2 separate regions of the Mus musculus genome follow, and region 2 is linked to region 1. A link is a contact called in public HiChIP or PLAC-seq data. All regions are on one chromosome and are shown on one strand. The core of a region is the stretch at or near the end of the contact, and the rest is flanking DNA. Distances in the headings are between cores, read along the strand shown.

Region 1 (3,726 bases), core at 352-2,851:
TAACCTACAGTAACTCCACACCTCCTAAACGGTGGGTTAAATGGGGGGGGGATGTCCCATATCCGCTCTGGGCTTGGGCCTGAGAGGAGGGACGCAGAAAGTTTTGACTGATCCCTACACCACTGCCTGGCAGGCTTAAGGATATGTGCAGCTGTGGGACCATACTCTGGGGGTGGGGAACTGCAGTATGAGGTCCCAGGGAAGTCCCAGAGTCAGGCTCTGGGGTCCCGGCCCTCACAGAGGCCAAGGACCTCAGGTTCTCAGACTTTAGAACACCATGGATGTTGCTGGATGATGCGGAAGAGCTGAGAGTGGAGTGGGGGCCTGAGGGCTGGATGGAGCCCGGGGGCTGAAGGGAAAGGGGCAGGAGAAGGGCTCTGTCTGGGTCCCATGGGATGAGGGGGTTCTTAGCTTGGTTGGTGGGCAGCTTGACTTGGTGGAGTCCATAGCTGGGAGTGCAGAGAGGCCTCCTGAGGGAGATTAGATGCAGCTCTTTAGAGGAAGATCTGCTCCATTTCCCCCCTCTGCGGGCCCTGGTGAGAAGAGGCAGTCCATGGTTTTAAGGCATTTATTGTCATGGTGGAGAGTTGTGATGAGTGAAACTGTATCCCCACTTTCTCAGGGCGGGCCTGAGGTTAAATATCTTTTGCAGGGAGGAGTGTCTGGGAAGGGGAGCTTAATTGGCTAAGCCCTTCAGGCTTTTAGGTACCTCATTAAAGTGGGGATCTGTCTTGAGGATACATGATCTGTGGTCACATCCTTTACCTGTGGAGGGGCTTGGGGCATTGCCCTTATGTAACTGATGGCCACAAAATTATGGAGAGCTGAGGCCTCATGTCGGGAGCCTGGTGTCTAGGAGCATGGCAAAGTGCCCATAGTCCCTTGTAGGCCATGGTCACCGGCTGGGTCACCCAGTTTTAAACCTAGCCCAACCAGAAACCAGGTTGCCTCTCACAGTCCCACACTAAACCTCTGCACACAGGACCACCACCTGGTGACCAAGTGCTCAGACACCCAAGACTATGGGCAAACATTTCATTAAAACCACCACAGAGGGGCAGAGCTGGCAGTTCTTGTCTGCAGTCTCTCTTATAGGATGTAGTTAAGACCCCAGGAAGGGGAGACAGAAACAGAAAGACAGACGAGAGAGAGAGAGAGAGAGAGAGAGAGAGAGGAGAGGAGAGGAGAGGAGAGGAGAGGAGAGGAGAGGAGAGGAGAGGAGAGGAGAGGAGAGGAGAGGAGAGGAGAGGAGAGGAGAGGAGAGGAGAGGAGAGACTGAGAGAGATTCTACAACATAACCAAGTGTTCTGGCAATGGTAGAGGGGGGCTAATAATGGAAGGTCAAGTCTGGGGAGCCTCCTAGTGCCTCTGGTTCCCTTCTGACTGTTGTCATAGATCCCTTGGGAGAGAAGAGTTCAAGTCTCGGCCTCTCCGCTTGGTGACATCAGCCTCAGATAAGCCTCATTGATGGCAATGAAAAGTTCGGGGTGAAGTGTCAGTGTGAACATGAGATACAGTGCCTCAGCTGACCAGTGCTCCTCCTGCAGGCAGCTGTCGTTGGCACCTGGTGTGTGCTGGGAGTTGTCATAGGTCCCCTCCACAGTCCTTCCCTGCATGTGGTGGGAACTGGCTCTTCAGGGACCTAAGCATTCCTGCCCCCTGCCTTACACTCTGGTCGAGTCATCTTGACAGGCTGAGAGGCTTGGAAGCTACTCACGAGGCAGAAGAGTTTCACGGAAACTCACCTCCTGGAGTCTGGAGTCCTCTCTAACCCACACATTAATATTCCATTCCCGAGTTAGTCTAGTGTATGGATCCATGTGCTCTCTTTTAGTATTATCTTATTATAAGTGCCTTTTAAGATTGAATTCTGACATAGCTAAAGCCTTTGCCAGTCTTCCAATGTCCTAGAAAGTCCTTGAGCAGAACATGGGCTTGGAATTCAGGAAGAATGTTGCCTATTCAGTGACATTCAGAATTGCCTCTGGCATTACACTATCACTTTGAATAAAAGCTAGGTCACTGCCCTACACAGGAATTTACCATCATCTAGGAAGAAGGAAGTTTCAGACCTAAGGAGAAACCAGAATAGATACTATAGATAGCTGAGTTACACCCATACACATGTACTTACAATGGCCTAAGGGAAAGGTGGACTATACAATAGACTAAAATAAGAACTATGGCAAGGGCACGAAGCCCTTGACCCTGGCTTCTAAGATTAAGTGAATCTTAGGTGGAGCCCTTGTTGATCCCAGTTGTTAACAATGAATTCTATCCCAGGTGGTTCCTGTTAAACCTTCTGTTAAACCATTCCTCTGTTTTGTGTAAGAATCCAGTAACCTCTTTGTACTTTGCGGGTACGTCACCCCACTTTCTTATTGTCTTCTGTATAAAAAGTTTGATGCTCAATTTGACAAATTACATTCAGATTCTACACAACCTCTCCTGTGTGCATCTGTCTGTCATCCCATCTGACGCTTTGCCCACCTGCGACTAGAGACCCGTTCCACGCAGACAAAGGGGCCCAGAGGGTCTGCGGCAGCCCCCCACCCCCCTTCTGGTGTGCGTGGACTGTATTACATGTGTGGACATCAGAAGACAAGCTTAAGTGTTTTTCTCTCCCACCTGTGTGAGGCAGGCTTTTCCTTTTGGCCATGTGTACACCAGCTAGCTGGCCTGGAAGCCTCTGACGTCTCCTAACTCTGCCTCCCAGCTTGCTGTAGGAATGTGCTACCTTGTCAGTTTTACACGGGTGCCAGGGACCTGAACTCAAGTCCTATGCCTTTGTAGCCAACACTTTGCCCATGGAGCCCTCTGCCAAGCCCAATTCTTTTCATTTGTTTTTAAAACATTTACTTAATCATAGGAGTTAGTTTTCTTTTTCCTATCATGTAGGTTCTGGGTATTGAACAGAGGTCATCCAACTTGGTCGCAAATGTCTTTACTTGCTGAGTAATTTTTCTGGTCCTAAAATACAACTGAATATACAAATACAATGAAGGACAGTTACACGTGATGGCTGCACACATAGTTGGCTTGCTGTTTTATAAACTACTGACACCCTTTCGATGATTTGAGAATATTACCCCACATGTCACCTGAGCACCAGAACATACCAGCCAGTGGCTAACCCCATGGAAGTCTGATGTGCCAGACAACCCAGGCTGCTTTGCAGGACTTCTGAAGCTCTGCAGCCCGCATACTGTTTTCACATGGCTCTGTTATTTCCCTTAGCACTACATCTCAAAAATCTCTCATCTGCTTACTTCATTACTTATTCTTTCCACACCATTAGCCTAGGACTGTGGTTGGGGTGAGGGCATTTGTCATTTTTCCGTGCCCAAATCTCACTTTTTGAGACTCTGTGTGGTGTGCAGCAGGCGTTTGGCAAGTATGGCTGACAGAAGGAAGATACGGAAAACCTCCGATGCATCTTGCCAAGTAGAAAGGCGTTACATCACACAGATCCAACTCTTTGACAAGCTGGAAAAGGCAAAACCTCAGAGACAGGAAAAAGATCAGTGGTTGCAGACCGTGGCTCGGTTGGTAGAGTGCTTGCCTAGCAGATCTGAGGCCCAAGGAGCGGTCCTCAGCATTTAATAAACCTGCAATTGCATGCCTGCAGCCCCAACACTTGCGAGGCAGAGGCAGGGGGATCAGAAGTTCAAAATTATGAGCTGGGAAGGTTGCTCAAGGGCAGAGCACTTGTTAAGCACACACAGA
Region 2 (3,726 bases), core at 421-2,920, 33 kb before region 1:
CTTACACACACACACACGCGCGCACAGGCACACACACACACAGCTCAAGAGTGCTCCAAAAGCCACTGAACAAAAAAATACAAGCGCCACCCCTTCCCTCTTTCCCTGCGGTGGCTTTGTGTGTGACATCGACTGGGAGCGCGCGAATGTTGTCGGGCTCACACACCCCCTTCCACCCAACCTGCTCCCATCACAGAGTAAATGGGCGCGACTGAGCGCCCTGCGTTCCCTGAGAGTGGGTCCACCTGGCAGACCGACGCGTCACCAGGCCTCTGGTCTTCCACCCTCAGGGAGCAAGGGTATGACATCCACGCCCCCGTCTCCAGAGGCCAGAGTGGCTCTGGAAAGCAGAACCCTGGTGCCCGTCACAGGCCAGGCAGAGGCCGAGGGACGAGAAAGGGTGAACAAGAGGGTACAGAGATTCCCCACTCGCACACCCCCTACCCCCAATTTAGCGAGCTGCGGCCCCAAAGGGGACCAAAGAGGCTGGCCTGGCGACTCGGCAGGAAGTTCCCAGGACCGCACTGAGCATGCTCTGGGGGAGTGTGTACGCGGGTGTCGCCCTTACATCCCGCAGCCTCTGCCATCTCCCAGTCGTGGGTGCACGCCGGCAGGATCGCGGCCGGGGCGGGCTGTCCCTAAGGCTCTCTAGGTTACGAAGGGTCTTCTTGACCTTTCAGCCTGGAGCTTTGGATCTTTATATCCCTTCTCCCCAGGGACCTGGGGTCCCACTCTTCATTCTTCCTTCCAACTGGCTCAAGGCACATCTCACGCTGAGCTCTCGGATCCCCAGGACCCTAGCCCGGCCCACGCTGGCATCCTGGTTTCTGGTTTCATCGCGGTCCCAGCGTCCAAAATGCCAATCTCAGCTTCTCGCCTCCAGCCCACGCCACCCGAGCCCCTTCTGGACAGTTCCTTGGAAGCCTAAAAGCCTCAGAGGCTAGAGAAGATCTTCGGGGTCCCATGAGAGGGGATGCCTCTGAGCAGGTGGTGGACCCTCCAAGCGGGTCCCTCGGTTGTACTCTGGGGTTCCCACCCCCGTCCCAAATCAAACACGGCCAGAACATCCACCCACGCAGCCCCCGGTGTCAGCGTTGGGCCGGATAAGGGCTGCCTCATCTCCCCTAACATCCCCCACGCGTCCCCCCGCGATCCACAGTCCGTGCATCTCCCCGAAGGGGGATGGCGAGCTTCTGAATCGATCGCTCGACCCTGCAGCAGCTCTTACCTGCTAGTAGGGGAGCAGCAGAAGCACCATCAGTAGCAGTCGGGTTCACTCTCCAGCAGCCTTGCTCCAGGAACAGAGGTCCCAGGCACAGCCAGGAGCGGGGTCAGAGCGCCCCCTGAGACTGAGATGCGGCTACCTGGGCTAGATCGAGCCTGGGGCCGCCGCCGCCACCGCGGGAGCCGCAGGGCTGCCGGGCGAGCGGGCCTCGGCAGGGACGGTCTGAAAACTACCAGCCCTGTCGGGGCCGTGCGCAGCGCGTCCACCTTCCGCCCCTAGACGCAAGCAGGGACGTTCCTCCTGAGTCCAAACGATCAGGACAGAATGGTTAGGAGATCTTTTCGAGGTTTCTGCTACCCTTCCCGGATCGACCTACCCAACTTCTCTCAGCTTCTAGGCTCGCGCCGCTCTCCAAGGCAAAGGGATTCCGGGCCACGGACGTTCCGCAAATTCCCCGCCCACCCCGGCAGAGCGCTCAGCCAATTCGGAACGCCTCGGCTTCTCGGGGATCGTCTGCAAACTCTAGACCCTGTACAGGAGGACTTGAAGCCGCTCCATTCCGCAGCCCAAGGAGAAACAGGCAGAGAGCTAGACCGAGGGAGCTGAGTAAATAATACTCTAGCAAGGTCAGGGGCAGGGTACAATTACTGTTACATACAGTGCATTCTCCAGAGTGATGGTCTCTGGGCCTCCTCAGGACAGGGACCTTTCAGGAGTGAAACCAGTGGGGAGGAGATGGCGGGCTCAACTGTTTAGGGGGTCTTGCCAACTTTTAACAAACGCCCTGAGCTCCATTTTTATACTTTATAGAGTAGATTGGCAAAAACAGTAGGAATTTCTGTCCCGTGTCTTTTTTTTTTTAACTGAACAGATTTGTATTTGTTTATTTTGTGATGGGGGGGGGGGGGGGTGGTGCAGTCTTACCTAACCCAGACTGGCCTCGATGAACTTGCTTTTAACAGAGCATACCCTCGAACTCTGGATCTTCTTGCCTCCATCTCCTGAGTACAGGAATTACAAGCATCACACCCTTGGCTTTGGTGACCCTGAGCAAGTCATTTATCCGGATCCTCTTAGCGGCTCTATTAATGAGGGCAATAACGGCTGCTCCATGACATTATTGTGAAAATGTAATGAAATATTTGTAAAGGGTTTGGCAGTGACTGGTACACAGTAGGCACACAATTTTTCTAATGTGCTTCTTTTTCTCTGCTCAGTCTGCGTTTTATGAGCAGCCTGGACAGCTTAACACCGTACTCTTGTAAATTCAAACAGAAATAAAACACATCTCCTGCCCTGAGGGCACCACAATGAAACACTGACTAGCAAGCAATATTCAATCGGCCACCCTCCAGGGAGCTGGCCGTGCATTTACATCACGGAGCATTATAGATCCTGGTTAAGTGTTGTCTGGAATGGAAGGAGGGTGGACTGATGGATTACCCGGGGTGTAAATGACAGGAAGTTCTGCTCCTGTGAGCCATCGCTATATCCAGTTACAGTAGAAGGGTTTATCCTGCAGAATTTCTTCAACCTTGTTTCACAGCTCCGTTCTTAGGCTAATTTCACCCTAACTTGCCCCCCTCCACATCCCCGGCAGAATTATTTTAAACCTGGGGATTATAGAATTTTGGATTTTTTTTTTTAACACTAGAAACAATTTAGTTCCTCTTCTGCGTTTTGTGAAGTAGCCCTCTCGGCTACACAGCCAGTGAGTAAGAGCTCTTGACACCCAGGTCCTTCATAGAACACACCTGTGGTGTTGTCTCCTGCTTGGAGCACCCTGGGAATGTACACAAATGAAATCAGCCCTTCTTTAACATCCACCTGGAGGAAGAGGCTGGGCTACTTCTGGATCAGAAGAGCTTCCAGGTGTCAGAGACAGTCCAAGTGGGGTCCAAGGACACCGAGGAAATTGGGGTGCACAGGATGAGCTTTTCTGGAAACCCTAGGAATATTCTGAGGCATTCTTCCTTGCAAGCCAAAAAAAGTGTCTCAAGAAAAATGGTGACATCTGGTGGCCAGGACTTTCTGTGCTGGTTATAGATTATAATCATAATAGATTCTTTAGAAAGCCAAGTCCCATGGACCAGACCGTTCCTAACTGTACCAACCTGGTTGTCTGAAAGACATTCATCACTTAAACTTTATAGAGGATATTCTATATAGTTATTTCAGATTCTTTAACCCAAAGCACATACATATATAAAGAAATAAAATATGATATAAGTAAAATAGTAAATTCATATGTACACATATGCATAATCTCTCTTATCTATTCTTTTCATTTACATAAATATATTGCATGTTCTTAGGGAGAAATTAATATTACTTCAATTGTTCTTTCGATAGAGTAAAAGCATTAATTTACTGGAGCTGGGGAGATGCTTCAGTCAGTAGAGTGCTTGCTTGTGTGATCAGGAAGACCTGAATTCCATCCCTAGAACCCATATGTAAAGAACCAGGCTTTGTGGAGCATGCTTGTAATCCCAGCACTGGGG

The links. HiChIP or PLAC-seq counts read pairs in DNA pulled down with a chosen protein or histone mark.
Region 2: a contact with region 1 is called in an H3K27ac HiChIP or PLAC-seq map of embryonic stem cells, with 9 read pairs. The contact joins the promoter of Mgat5 here to the enhancer-like site in region 1. A contact is called at or near these places in 1 of 39 promoter capture datasets (hippocampal neurons), 1 of 484 Hi-C or Micro-C datasets (cerebral cortex), 9 of 115 datasets of contacts at active chromatin or transcription factors (the SCID.adh cell line, astrocytes, bone marrow-derived macrophages and 3 more) and 1 of 9 other capture datasets (adipose tissue).

What each region holds. Positions count from the first base shown.
Region 1 is chr1:127,169,401-127,173,126 of GRCm38.p6, reverse strand. No RefSeq gene overlaps it. Among named protein-coding and RNA genes, the nearest start is that of Mgat5, 34 kb to the left of the region's middle. Within about 2 kb of position 1,601, at least 12 of the 459 cell types and tissues checked have an H3K27ac peak or open chromatin away from gene starts, as enhancers often do. A contact at or near this core is called in embryonic stem cells, where this site is marked.
Region 2 is chr1:127,202,930-127,206,655 of GRCm38.p6, reverse strand. It overlaps Mgat5 (mannoside acetylglucosaminyltransferase 5), which reads right to left and starts at 1,670. Exons shown (of 18, transcript NM_145128.3): 1 at 1,229-1,670.